Linked DNA regions of Gossypium hirsutum: region 2 is linked to region 1. Evidence: chromatin contacts called from public Hi-C data. All regions are on one chromosome and are shown on one strand. The core of a region is the stretch at or near the end of the contact, and the rest is flanking DNA. Distances in the headings are between cores, read along the strand shown. Region 1 has its middle 15 kb from the start of LOC121220641. Region 2 holds the start of LOC107900942 (abscisic acid receptor PYL9).

Evidence for each region. Hi-C and Micro-C count contacts between places; a contact is called where the count stands out from the background.
Region 2: a Hi-C map of leaf shows a contact between it and region 1, with 2.7 times the contacts expected there. The contact joins the promoter of LOC107900942 here to the enhancer-like site in region 1. A contact is called at or near these places in 8 of 34 Hi-C or Micro-C datasets (callus, cotyledon, leaf and 1 more).

Annotation. Positions count from the first base shown.
Region 1 is chrD08:49,470,185-49,478,109 of Gossypium_hirsutum_v2.1, reverse strand. No RefSeq gene overlaps it. Among protein-coding and RNA genes, the nearest start is that of LOC121220641, 15 kb to the right of the region's middle. Within about 2 kb of position 3,934, at least 1 of the 9 cell types and tissues checked has an H3K27ac peak or open chromatin away from gene starts, as enhancers often do. A contact at or near this core is called in cotyledon, where this site is marked.
Region 2 is chrD08:49,506,021-49,513,945 of Gossypium_hirsutum_v2.1, reverse strand. LOC107900942 (abscisic acid receptor PYL9) reads right to left here and starts at 5,209. Exons shown (of 3, transcript XM_016826735.2): 1 at 4,779-5,209; 2 at 4,165-4,380; 3 at 3,571-4,090. The coding sequence starts at 4,904. The coding sequence ends at 3,872.

The sequences.
Region 1 (7,925 bases), core at 2,685-5,184:
GAGTTATGGGTGTTACATTTTGTCTAAATTATCAGTGCCAATTTTATATTTAACCCTTATAGGTTTACAACAATTATCTTTTCATAACAACAAGTTGTTATGTTGTTATAGGTATATAATAGTCATTTCTCTATAACAAACAAAATCTTAACAAACAAATTGAGTAGTAATAGAAAGGGTTATGTTATCCACATTTATGAATGCAACACATTAAATTTCTTTTTTGATGAGAACACATTAAATAAATTTTATTATATTCGTGTTAACATAATTATATAGTGTATTTAATAGGCTTATATGTAAAAAAAATATTAAGAAAATGTAAAAATAATAATAATTAAGACCCTTTACTAAATTCACACCCAATTAAGTCCCCAACGTTAACTAAAATAATCAATTAAGCTCATTTGTTAACAGTTTCCATCATTGACAACATTAACCATTAAAATAAATTGACGGACCAATCAAATAGTGACACGTGATAGTTTATGGTTTAATCTAATATTTTTTCCATAAAAATTATAAAATATTAAATATTAAAAAAATAAAATACTAAAATTAATATAAACTTATTGAAATTATAAAAAACTTATAAATATTATAAAATATAATAAATTTATATATATAATTTATAAAAATTATTTAAAATTAAAAAAATTGCATTAACATTCTTAAAAATAATAAAAAATATTAAAATTGATATAAAAATATTAAAGTTGATATAAAATTATAAAATTTTAAAAAAATCATAAAAACTTGAAACTTGACCATTAGCTTGAAATTGGAAAGGGTACCAGTTCGGGGAAAGCCATTAGACTGGTTGACTTGGGAATCATATGGTTGAACCGATTTTTTTAAATATTTTTATCAAACCAAAATTTCATTATTCAACTATTATCATATGTCAAAATTAAATATTCTAACTAAGGTTTTTAAAATCAGGTTTTTAAAATCAGATTGATGGTCGAATTGATCAGGCCATCGGTCTGCAGTTCAACCAGTTTGTCTAGTTCAATTAAATAGAACATTTAAAATTAAAAAAATTTAAAAAATAAAAAAATGATTGAACCGTCCTGTTCCTAGGTCAATCGGTCTAATGATTTTCTTTAGACCGATACCCTTACCGATTTCAATCTAACCAGTCTAACCAACTGGTCAAGTCTAGTTCAAGATTTATGATTCTTTTTTATAATTTTATATTAATTTTAATACTTTTTATAATTTTTTATAATGCTTATGATTTTTTTTATAGAATTTTAATATTTTTTATAGAATTTTAAATATGTTTTTAATAATTTTATTGTTTTTTATTAATTTGTTATAATTTTTATAATATTAATAATTTTTTATAAGTTTATATCAATTTTTTATTTTTTTAATATTTTATAAAAATATTAAATTAAATAAGAAACTACCAGATGTCACGATTGATTTGTTCATTTTGAAAACGGCCAACAACAAAAATCATTAATTGGTTATTTTTATTAACGTTAAATTAATACGGATTTAGTACAAAAATTTACTTTCCTTTTAACATACAATCCTACAATCATATTCTGACTTGTCCGTACAGGTGAGTGGATTTCTTTATTTCCTATTATTATTATGAACTTTTCTTTGGGTTTTGACTGGTTAAAGTCAAAGTGTAATTAAATTAGATCAAATTATTCTATGTACGATGCACCGTCCAAAACGATGTTAAAGATTATGATGCTGTTGCCGTAATTAAAATATCTCTCCACAGTGTTGAAACAATAAACCAATGGGGTAATTTTTGTCTCTAAAAACATTCACTTCGGTCAGACGTTTCCGGTTGACGGGCTGACCTCATCGGGGAAAACCTCTTTTATTTTTATTTTTGTTATTTATAGGCTTAACATATTAGGTTTTTTTAAAAATTAAAATTAGATTTTATCTCATGAATTTTATATTAAAAATATATTTATAAAAATATTTCAACAAATGAGAGTGGCAAGATAATTTTATATTTAATTCTTAAATAATATTTTTTATTATTTTATTTAAAAGCTCTATAAAAATATCTTTATAATAATATTATTAACCCTTAATTAAACTTGTATTCAATTAACTTGTGATACTAATTCATAGTCAATTATTTTATATATAGTATAGTTAATATGAAAATAAAATTAATTTCTAAAATAACATGGGTTATAAATTATTTATCAAAAGCTATAATAATTTTGGGTGTCACACGAAATAATCATTATCAATAATTATTAAAATAATAAAAGAACCAGCGATACTCTGCAAACCTTCGAACTTGCGTGGGTGGGGAGAGAAGCAACTATTGTGTTTTGCGATATTTCTTATTTTGGTCCCTCAATTTTAAAATTTAATTTAATTCTAGCCTTAATTCGTAGTTCTAATTTTTTTATTTAATCCTTGCTTTTAATATTTTTGAATTTAGTTTACATTTTATATGTCTTCTTAACTATTAATGCGTCTATATTATATGCTTTTATTTATATTTTAGTTCTTTAATATTTTAGTTGCATGACAAGGATCATCATTGTTGTATTTGTTTTTTGAGATGGCTTACTTTTATTTGTAAAAGTGAATGCAGGCCAAATACGAATGGTTCATTATTTTCTACACGAATTTGGCTCCTCTTCATGTATGACCATTAATTTAGAGAAGTTGAAATTTTTCGTGTCACCTCGTTACAACAATGAATCTAAGTTCCGTATGTGGTATTCCTCTTATGGATGATTTAGGCAACTACTTAGGAGTTCTTATATTTCATAAAAGATTAACTAAAGAATCGTATACACATCTAATGGATCGAGTTATGAAGAAACTTGGAGATTGGAAAGGTAAAGTGCGATCTCACCGGTGGGGATGAAAGTATAAATTTAGTCTACCACTGGTGCCATTCCTCTTTATGTGATGCAATTTGCTCTTTTGCTAATTGCAACTTGTGATCAATTAGACTGCCTTAATTGAAACTTATTGGGTGGCTCTACCAATTCGACCCATAAGTATCTAGTGAAGTGGATCAAGTATGTCGTTCGAAGAGGGCTACGGAAGGCTAGACTTAATAATTTAGCCATGCTTGCCAAGGCTGGTTGGCGATTGCTTACGGATCATGATGCTCTTTGGTGCCAAGTTTTCAGGCAGAAATAGATGCATAACACATCTTTCAAGGAGGAAGAGTTGAAAGCAAATGCTTCATCCACTTGACGAGGCCTCTTAAGGACTCGGGTAATGTTATCGCAAGGTTGTAAATAGAAAGTGGGTAATAGACTCCGTATTAACTTTTAGAACATTGGTGGGTGGGTGACGAAAAAGGTTGTGGACTTCATATCTGTCAATGACCACTAGGGTTAAGAACCCATTTTAGGTGAGTTATCACGTAGGGCTGCTCTTGAAATCAATGTAGTCCCATTGCCAATAATGGATCGTTGTCATACTCCGGATAATGTTTGCTGGGGTTTGGAGAGTGATGGTAAATATTCGGTGGGATCAGCTTATAATGTGCTAACGGGACTTGAGGAACCATCAGTTACGGAGTTAAGACTTGACTGCATCTGCACTGTCCAGAACGGATTAGATTCTTTATTTGGTTGGCTTACTTCAATTGATTAAACACGATCCAAGTACGTTTCTAGATTGGATAATGCAGCTTGCATTGTATATGGTGCTGTCATGGAATCTCTTGATCACATATTTCGTTAGTGATTGGCTACTACTGAACTACGGTTAGCGCTTCGTGTAACGCAGCGGCAACAATAAATTTTCTCCCTGCCTTTCAATGATTGGCTGCAACAGAACTGTCGTGACTCTATGATGGCTAATTTTAATGTACCTTGGGGCGTCCTCTTTACTACTGCCTGGTGGAGCCTTTGGAAGTGCCGCAACAAGTATGTCTTTTAAGGCCAATACACGTCTAGGGTGCAAGTGTTAAATTATGCCCAAAAGCTTGCAGTTGGTACCATTAAAGCTTCGGGTCTTGCTACACCAAGAATCACTCAAGGGTTATGCTAATTCTAGTGGAACAAACCACCTGTTGGGACTTGTCTCTTGAATACGGATGGAGTGGTTAATTATGGCTCCCGATGGCTTCGACAGGTGGTCTCTTGTGAAACGAAAACAAAGATTAGATTGGGGGGATTTTATGTTGAATATAGGCGTGACTGATAGTGTTCATGCTGAATTTTGGGGTGTCTGTGCATGTCTATATCTTTCGAAGTCCTTAAGTGGAGTGCATTTAATATTCGAGCTCCATGTTTTGTTGGTGGTTGAATTCTTGAAGAGACTTTATAAGAATTATCATTCAATGGAGACATTAATTAAAAATTGCTTAGATTTTATCAAATAAAATGGGTCATGGAAATTCAACATATCTTAACGTGAAGATAATAAATGTGCTGATCACTTGACAAATTTGGCCCATGCTTCGCCTGTGAGGGTGATACATTTAAAGGAATCATCATTGAATCTTAGACCTTTGCTCCAAGATGATGCTTGTGGGAAGGAGAAGTTTAATATCAGTTTTTGTAATTATCCCTTTTACAAAAAAATAAGATAATTTTTTAAAGGGTAAACTCTCAAAATAGTTACTTTTGTTTACCTCACTTTACATTTTAGTCATTTATATTTGAAATGTTACGTTTTAGTCACTTACGTTAACGTGTTGTAACATTTTAGTCACCAAGCCGTTAATTATTGTTAACGAGGTAAAGGTAAGCTGACGTGGCACATTAAATCATCATTTTAGACAAAAATTTTAGGTTAAATTATACAATTGGTCCCTATATTTTTTCGTTTTGAGCAATTTAATTATTTTTCTTTTATGTTCTTTTAACTTTTCTTTTTTTTTCCTTTATTTTCCTTTCTCTTATGCTTCTCCCTCTATTTTCCTCCATTCTCCATCTCTTTTAACGTAGTTTTTCTATGTTTTCCATTTGTTAAAATTTTTTTATGTTTATGAAAAAATAAAAGGTGAAAGCTAAAACCAAAATAAAACTTGCTTCGCATATTCTCACCTCACAATTACAAACCCTTATCATCCATCATCGCTTTAACGAACTAATTTGGATCTCTCAATAACCTAGCCTACAAGCTTGCCTCACTTGAAGACCTCGCCAGTCGTTACTTATGGCAATCCACCCTCAACAAAGCTTCCCGAGTCTATTCCCTTAACCTCCTAAACAACCCGCATGACCACATTATCTATCTTACCTACCACATTCTCGCCCTCTCAAAAATACATTATTTTACGGATTCTTCAAACGAGCTCTAAACTCTCAAAGACTAAAACGATCACTATACTAAACTTACCCTCAACTTTACCCAAACCAGTTTGGTTCCATGCTCCCTTTCTCTCTTCGGTTCATTCATACTCGAGTTCCAATCAAGCTTTCTTAAGAATATCCAAGAAGATTTAGATCAATTTTATCATTTGCTTAATTTTATTCGATAGAAAATAAAATAAAAGGAAATGAATAATCTACACAATTTTGTAAAAGTTTGGAAACAAAAAAAATGTTTTGAATATAAAAAAAATTCAATTTATGTTTAGATTTGATTAATTATATGATTTTTTATATTGATTAGTTAGATTTAATTTTAGTTTCAAAATTATGTTATATTCAAATTGAGATTTGATTAAGAATCATTGATATTCGGTTTTGAGTGAAATTCAATTTAGGAATCATGTGAAAGAAACAAGGGCTTGATTTATTTAGTGGGCAAATATTATGTTTCTGTAGTGAAAAATATGAGGAGAGAGAAAAATAAAGGGGGAGAAGAAAAGGAAAATAAAGAAATAAAAAGAAAAAAAATTAAATTGTTCAAAAAATAAAAGTATAGAGACTTATTTTAACAAAGGGAAAACATAGAAAAACTACGTTAAAAGAAATGGAGAAGGGAAGTAAACAGAGGGAGGAGAAGAGAATGGAAAAAAAAAATGAAAGTTGAAAGAACATGAAAGAAAAAAAATTCAATTGCGCAAAACGAAAAAATTATAGGGACCAATTATATTATTTAACTTAAAATTTTCGTTTGAAATGATGATTTAACGTGCCACATTAGCTTACCATTACACTGTTAACGAAAATTAACGCTCAGTGACTAAAATGTTACAACATGATAACGTAAGTGTCTAGAACGTAACATTTCAAACATAAGTGACTAAAATGTAACCTAAAACAAACAAATTCATTGTCAGAGCAACTAAAGTCAAATTACATTCAATTGCAACAAAATCCAATGGTTGTCATTTCTCTATCTGTTATGTGCCTTTCTTGACTAAGGAACTTTGGATGTGTATGCATGAGAAATGATCCACAAAAAAATGGTTCATCTTTCGATATTCAGTCTCCTACTTAGATATATTATGTTTAGTTTGCAGATTTTAACTTTCAAGTGTAAAAATCCTAAAATTTCCAAATAAAGATTAGGAGTACATGTCCTTTAATTTCATAAAATTTAAAAATATTATTAGTTATTTGTTGATAGCTGCAGCAAAATGGCATTTCAAGTGTAACAAAGCTACAGCCTGCCAAGATTTCAGCAACCTAATTGGTACTTCAACAATTGGGACGGTGTTCAAAGGGACATTGAATTATCTTTATCTCGCGTCGTTGAATTATATATGTATATATATTTCCTATCTGTATCATGTAAAAAATAATGAGACATATGCCAATACATCCTATATATATCTCGAAATCAACACATTTTACATGCCAAATATTGTTAAGAAATATTTTTTATTGATTTCTCTTATATTTATATGCATTTTTTGTCAACAAACAATTGCAGTAGAATATTTTTTAGATATTATAAACATGTGAATTAGATTGAAAAAATAAAGAAAAAGAAAAGAAAAGAGTTGCATGGATTGATAGATGTTTTCAATACTAGAAATTCAAAAAATTAAGAAATAATGCCAAATAAAATTACAACAACCTTAAATTTGGAACAACTCCAGTCCAACCTAAAATCTAGCTTCGTCTTCCTTATTCAAGGAACAATTATGAGTGCAAAACATAGTTTGGAATTGACCTAAAATGACCACACTTGAACCACATCACGTACCTTCAAGTAATTACCTTCTACCACTGATTTCCACCTAATTATTAAGACATAGAGGGAGCTGAAAAGGCTTTTTGGCTTTGGCATGTCCCATATTCTCAAACTCATGTCCCTGGTTTTCAAACATGGCTCAATCACTAATGCTTCTATCCCCTCCTTAGTACTTTGTTTCAATGCACTTGTCTCTTCATCTGTAAGAAACTTGACCTCGACTCAATTCATGGCTATGGAGAGACATCTATGGTGCTTTCTCAAATTAGTTTTGTAGATTGTCTTTTGTATAATTAGTTTCTCTTCGTTTCCATCCATGTCTTTGATCATCTCTTTTAACATTTGGGGAAAACAGGGTTGAGCCCCAAAAGTAGCCTTGTGCTTGTGCTTTTTCCTTTTTTGTTTCGACATCGGCTTCTTTGATCTACTTAACTCAACCCTTTCTTTTCGTTTCTTTGAAGAGTCAGCTGGAGGTTAGTTCGCAATCACATCTTCTTCAATGGAAGCAATTATAATATCAATTCTAAATATTCTCACAGTTGCATAGTTTCTAGGTTATTTATCTGTAACATCCCACTTTTCAATGGTACAGAAAATGGTGGTTCAGAACCCCCATTTTCGATGATCAAGTCAGTAAAATATTTACTAGTCTAATATAGAGTTGAGTCAAGTTTTGGTCTGGTAATTTTAACGATTGTTTAGTTAATTAAAGAAAAATGACTAAATCATAAAAGATGTAAAACTTCATCACTATTGATTATTATTCGCTAAAGTGTACAATTAAGGTTTGTTTAAGGATTTATAAGGCAAATAGACCATTTTTATTATGGTAGGTCAATTAGTGGATGTTTTGTTACATTTTATACATTAAT
Region 2 (7,925 bases), core at 3,960-6,459, 35 kb before region 1:
TAGAAAATTTAATTTATACAGTACTTTTCATTTAACCTTAAAACAATATAGTTTAAAATTCAAAAGTAAAACATAATATAATATTTATCATAAGGATAAATAATATTATCATAAAAATAAATATTATTTAATTATCATAAAATTAAAAAATAAAATTTATTTTAAAATTTATTTTATAAAATTACCCATATCATATAAATATATATATTAAAATTTTGAATCATTAATTATATATACACATATTATAAAAATTTTATCTTTCAAATTTTTTCCTCACAATTAAAACATAAATTATATTCATAATATTACAAATATATTATCTTTCAAAAGCTTAAGTACAATTTAAAGTTGTTTATATTTTTCAAAATTTATTTTATTAATAGTTTTAATTAATATGTCGTAACGCAACTCATACGTCACGGATAGAAAACTAGTTATATGATATATATATATATATATTTATTTATTTATTTATATGATTCTATTTTTTGTTTTGGATTAATTTATTTAATAAAAAATCTTCAAGCGTTTCCTCCATGGAATTAAGAGACATAAAAGATTTTTCTATTTTGATTCTTTTACATTTTTTAAAGCTCCACTCGTGAAACAATACTTTATTCTCTTTTAAGTTTATCAATAAGCTTCAGTGGTATTTACCTTTAATGGTAGATGTATGCTTTATTCATATATATATATATATAAAAATAATACTTCATTTCATTTGGGTTGATTTGTCTTATATGTTACCAAGAATGTTGCTTGCTTTCATTACTATGATTACTTTAATGCATTGATCTTAGCAGTGATGTTTGGAGGAGAATCTTGGTGGGCAATATCCTGGTTTTGGGATTGGTCATATATTCCATTCAATATGGATATTTCCGAATTATTCTTGCGTGAATTTAACAAGGACAATGGACATCACTAAGATGCCAAAAACCACTTTATTCCTTGTTTAGATGAATGGAGTACTCCTCCTATGGCATTTCGGCTCCAATTCTGCCCTATAAAAGGGACCTCATGAGGCCACCCCTTACTCAAGTGAAATAGCTAAGAGATGTTTGGGGATGTACATGCAACCCTTTTTTACTCTCTTCCAAAGGCTTCAAGCTGCTATATGAAAACAATCATAGTTCGAAGTCTTGGAAGAGAGTAAAGAAAAGTTGACATGATTTTACGCGTCCATCACCTTATATACATGATGTTGTTTTACTGTATTTCAAGTTTTTATATTTTGAAGGCTCATTGAAGAAATGCAAGCTTGTGGAAGACACCAAATTTGCTGCAAATATAAAATATTAGATTAACCATGATAATATTTGTTTACTATTACTTCTATACTAACTACCATAATAACATCTTTTTTGGCCATGTTGACGATTGTTTGTTTGTTGTGCGGTTCAAGTCACATTTGTGCTTTTTCTTAGATATTGCTAATCGCAGCAAAGTTGTGTTTTCTTTCATACTTTTGTGGCTCTAAATATGTCTCACTTCCTTTACTTGTCTTTTTTTTTTCTTAATTTAGTCCTTCTGTATCTAATTTAAGGAATCTAGTTCTTTATTAGTGTAGTTTAAAAATCAAAATCCATTGATAAAATTGATAATCTACTTTTGCCGAAGTTTAACATGTGTTATTAATTAGATTTTAGTTTTTTTTTAATTAGGTGTTTAAATGTTTAAGTATCCCATATTTAAAATCAATTAACACAAAATTTACGAGAGTTTGGACAAAATATTGATCTTGAAAAATAGGCTTGACCCAAATAGTAGGTCAATTTAGATAGGGCCAGGCTTGGGCCCAAGCATTGAAGACCATAGTTTGACCTAAATCGAACTATTTTCATATTTTTGTAATATATTATATTATGTATAACACATAAAAATTAAATCTATAGTAACATATTACTATAATATAAACATATTAAAAAAAGTTAAGTTGTCTATATAAACAAATTTAATAAATGCAAAATATATAAATTTATTAAATATTAAATTAAAAATAATATAAATGTTTTTAAAATAATTTAAAAAATATTATGAACAAGTTAAAATGAGATTAAATTAGTCATTTATAAATATAGATGAGCTTGAATAATATTTAAAATTTATATTTTGAACTACACCAAATTTAAATAAATATAAAATATATTAATATCATATTTAATCACACGAAAGAAATGGAGTATTGACCATCTAAATTTGAAACAACAAACAATGCCTTGGGGGAGTTTTATTATGTTTGTAAAGATATTCCACAATTGGTTTGTATTTAATGCACCATCAGTTATTATATTTATTTTTAAAAACTTTTAACAAGGTCTGAGCTTGTATGGTGGACATTTATGTATTAATTGTGTGTTAAATGCAAACTTTATTTTATGTACCATTTGTTGGGAAGTTTTATTATATCAGTTAATCTGTTTTAATGTTTTAATTGAAAGGGGGAAAAAAGTTTGTTTGAAATATTTAGTCATATTTGTAAGAAGAAATTGCGAAATCTTACAAAATTTCAGGACTTTACTAGTAGAATTGTCTATTTTTTAAAATATTTCATAAACAGACCAAAACATTATAAAAACTGTTGTACCTATAATGAAAAATATATTATAATACGTCTACGATGTAAATGAAAATTATAATTTATAAAATTTGATATAAAAATAATAAAAATGTTTAAACACATAATGTTCATGTTCAAATCTTATTAGGTTTTTAATATAAGACCATTCTCAAAATAATATAATTTATTTTGTAAAACAATACTATTTTAGTGAAAGAGATTAAATTTGCAATATTTAAAATGCTATATAGAACAATGGCAGCATATATATTTGATTTTGAAAATGCTGGACAGCCGAACCTAGAGATTTCCCAAGTGGAATGCTTGTGGCAACAATGTCTTAGAGGCCTTATGTTAGTGTTTACATTCCGATCTTAAGTGAGTAAAAAGATCCGTCCCTTCGATCTTCTTCCTCCATTACAAATCCTCTTGGAAACAATTACATCATTAAATACACGGGTATGGAAAAGGGTACAACCCGGATTAAGACGAAACGTGAAGCTCGTTAGCCACTTATCTTCATTTATAGAAAGCACAAGAAAACATTTTAATGGAACCAACCAATGACATCGTTACAGCTTCAAAACTAGAAGCGTTACATCCTTACAAGTTTCCAGGATATGAAATGATAATTATTATGTTTTACCAACTTTCTATGACGTGCTCTCACTCTTCCAACTTCCATTCTCACGTGTTTGAAGTTGATTTGTTGCAGAAAATGCAAAAGTCTTTCCAGTTTCCACCAAGGTAGGTCTTTTACTTTAAACAAAGATCATCACAAGATGTTTTTGATCAGTTAACGTGCTGTGCAACATTATGACTCAGAAAAAGCTAATCTTGGTGCATTTCCATGGTGTACCCACACTTTTCTGCACTCAAATCAATAGGCTGAGAACTCTACTCAACAAATATCTACTTTTTAAGTTTCCAAAAATGAAAACTAGCAGCAATACCAAAAATGATCCCAACAAGAGACTACTAAAAATAGACACCATCATAAAACATATCTGTACTTCAAATGGTTTCTCCAAATTCATCCTGCTGGGCCTGGCTGCTGCTACAAATATGGGAAATGGAATTAAAATTCTCCCATCTCTTCTTAATCTTAAATATTTACAAATAAGACCGTAGTTTTGGAGGCTTGTAATGAATTCGGATGTCTCATAGATAAACTACTTACTCATGCATTTAAACTAAGAACCAAAAGGGTGTTAAAAGAGTGTTCCATAACAAAGTGAAAGATGATCATATATCACAAACTCCTAAAGATTAGTCTTTTTCTTTTGGTCATCACAATTCCACCTTTTTCAGTTAGTATCGGTTGATAGGCTCTGTCTGGTCCATCACAGCCATCCTCTCTGAAACATCGGCTAACGATTTCAGGTTACATCGGATCAAAGCTTCCACGAAGTAACAAGTTTCGTCCGTGGTGTTCCCTTCCGGCACATCCACGACGAACGATTCGATCACCATTGTACCTGGCCTTCCTTCAATAACCTCGGGATGCACCGTCATGATCGAAGAATAATTCTGCAGTCAACAAAATGAGTACCGTGACACAGAAAACAAGTGTTAAGGGAGAAAGAAACGTTAGTATTTTGTACCCTAAGACGGTGGTCGCCGCCGACGATTTTGATGCCTAAAATGTGTTCTTCGTCATCGAGAAGTTCCAACCGTTCGGTGCTGGTGGTTGCCGGAAGTCCGGACTTGACGTTGACCTCTCTAACACTGCCGATCCCGAGGTCCCCTTTCATTATACACCTGCTGACGAAGGGCTTGTACTTTTGCGGCTGGTCAAATCTCCTTACCAATGACCATACCTATCCATAGTTAAAGAAAACAGAAACAGAACAACAAACCCATCGTTAAAATCAGACATTTACGAACCATCGAGTTAACAGAAATTCATAATCTTGGCTAAAATAGTCTGGGTTCTTTTTTTTTTCTTTTTTTATCAGTGAAAAAATAGAAAAAAGCAGAGACAATACATACTCGTAGGTTTACTTTTCTTTTTTTTGGGGGGGGGTTAATTTTCGACCAAGAACACAGATTTGATTTGACTTTTGGGTAACAAAACAAAGAGAATAGATTTGGGTTTCAGCAGATCCATAGGAGAGTAGAAAGAAAAACGTGTCAACGGCCTAAACGGCGGCGAGAAAAACGAACAAATGGGGGAAAAGGGGGAAATTATAGAGGAGTCTCAAACTGAGGAACTTACGAGATGAACAGGAGCTTTGATGTGTTTAACAAGAGCAGAGGTGCACTGGTCGTCTCTGATGTTGTGCCTGTGATGTCTCTGTATGTACTGGGATTCCATCATACTCTGAGCATCATCACCGTTCATTTCTTCTACCTTTTTTCCCAAACTGATATATAAGGATAAAAACGAGTTGTGTTGTTTGCCTCTTTAAACAAATCAGAAGGTGAAAAATTAGAGGAGAGTAGCAAGAGAGAAGAAAAGCAAGAGATTTGGTGAGGATGTCAACAAAGGGAAGGGGGCCTTACTCTTTAGCCTTTTGCTTTTGGTTTAGGTTTCAGGCGTTTGGTTGGGACCAGGCTCAGCCTCTTACTTTCCGTAATTAAATCAAGGTTTTTCTCTGTTCTTTCACTTGTCTATACCCTGTTACCTCTCCATTTTTGTAAAATAGCAAATATTTTGAGATACTTTTCTTATTTTATATTTAAATAAATTTTTAAAATCATAAAATTCAAATCAACTCAAATGTAAACAGTAAAATGGAAATAAATAACATAAAAAAATTTTATATCAATTTTAGTAAATTTATTATATAATTAACTCACGTGAATGTTCCTTAATCTAGCATCATACACAACATTTAAGATCTTTTAACGTGACAGATATTTTCTATTTTTGTACTTGGATAGTTTCATCCATTGACATATCAAAATCTTTTAAATTAAATTAACGTGAAATCCATTTTGAGAAATATTATTCGTATTATAAAAAAATATTTCACAACCATAAAAAAATTAAAGTAATTAATTAAACTTTAAATATTTTACTATTTTACTATTATAATATTAATTCACTTTAAATATATAATATCAATAAAAATAACTTTACTTTAAAATATTTCAATTAATTTTAAAATATTTTATCTGTGAGATATTATATAGAAATTTCTTTACTATATTTTATAGAAAATTTATGCAAAAATTATAAAATAATTTAATATATTTTAATTAATAAATATAATTAATTCGTGCATCACTTGTTAAAGAAACTAGTATATATATGTGATGTATTGATTATGTATAATTTTATATAGGGTAAGTTATACCAACAATTACTCAACTTTGATCTCAATGACAAAACAGTCACTCAACTTTTAAAAAATAACAAATCAACCACAAACGTTATTGTAAAGTTAAAAATCAATCACCCATTGACATTTTTCATTACAGACCAAACGGGATAGGTGATGTGGCTCGTTAACTAGTTGATGTGGCCAGTTAACTAGCCACGATGGAAACCTAATTAACTCAATTAGCTGACGTGGCCACTAACATTTTGTCTCCAAATTCTGCCATTCTGAAACTAGACTTTTTCAAACCACAACTCCCAATCTATGCCCTCGTGGTTTGGATTTCAAATTACCAAAATCTAGTTAGGGTTTTGAATTACTAGAATCTAGTTTGGGTTTTGGCATGGGAAGATTTGACTAGCCATTGTTGTGTTGCCAAACCACAGTTGCAATCTTGTGTCGCCAAAACCAGAAACAAATATTGCAACCCAACCTCCCAACTGCGACGACCATCAGTTCGAACTCGATTGCAACAGCAACAATCACATCATTTTATCCTTAAACCATGGTAGATTCTATGTCCAAAGCATCTGGTATGAATCCTCTATGATCTGAGCCATTGACCGTGGCTAGTTAACAATAAGAAGAAGAAGAAAAAGAAGAAGAAGAAGAAGAAGAAGAAGAAGAAGAAGAGAAGAAATGGAGATGCCAAAAAAAAGCTATGGCATTTTTAAGTTCGCTAATCCTTGCCACTACCATAGACATTGTTGTTACTGTTGCCTCTACTCTGCGTGTCACCTTTGTTTTCTCTTATTCTTCTTCCTCATTTTCTTGCAATTCTTCTCATTTCCCCAACACAGAATAAGGCAATGTTATACGAGTTTTCAAACAGAGATTAGAGGTGCATTTAGCCAGATACAGAGAAGAAAAACTCTTGATCATTCTAGTCACCAGAATTGTTCTTTGTGAAGCTTGCTCTACCGCCGTCATTGAAATCCACAGCCTCATGCTGTTGTTGAACCACTCTAAAATTTTTCTCTTCTTCTGCTTTTTCTTTTACTGCCCAGCCTAGCTAGGGTTTTAAATTTGGGTCATTTACACATTGGGGTGACAAGTCAACTTTCCGTTACGTCTGTAACAAAAAATGGTTAGTATGACTTATTTGTTATTTTTTGAAAGTTGAGTGACTGTTTTGTCATTGAGTCCAAAGTTGAGTGATTGTCAGTATAATTTATCCTTTTATATATTATCAATGAATCAATTAATGATTTACAGTGAGCCTTCTCTATAACAGCCACACTCTATAATAATATTTCATTATCATAGTCAAGTTTGTTATAGATATGATTTTTTGTATTTTATTTTTACCCTTTATAACAACTTTTCATTTATAACAATAAACAACTAAAAAGTATGTACACTTCATATACTAATTTAGTTTTCTATAACAACCTTTTATCTCAAATTTTAGTGAAATTGTTTATATTTTTAAGTGAAATAAAAAAATAAATCTTAATTAAGATATAATTTGGATCTCCTTATTGATATTATTAATATATTATAATTTAAAATTTTTTAAAAAATTAATAAGATGTAAATTTCAAATATTGTTATAATTACATAATAAGTATTTCTCTATAAAATTTAAAATTTTGACAAACAATTTGCTTGTTATAAAAGGGTTGAATATAGCAAAGCTTTTAAAAATAAATTTATGTAACTTATGTTTTAACGAAGTGTACTCGGTATAAAATCTACCCTAAAAAACTAGTGCATAAAATCATTTATTAGAATATCAGATGAATACATATTATTATTATTATTATTATTATTATAGACAATGAAAGCAAAATAAATAAATAATAATAATTATTCATTTATTACACCTTATAAAAAATTAATCAAAATTTTTATTAAGTTTTGAACTTACTAATATATCTTTTGTTGTTCGTTGTAGGGTAAATTACATCTATGGTCACTTTTGTTTACCTCAAGTTACATTTTAGTCACTTAGGTTGAAATGTTACGTTTTAGTCACTTACGTTATCATGTTGTAACATTTTAGTCACTGAGTCATTAATTGCTATTAACAATTAACA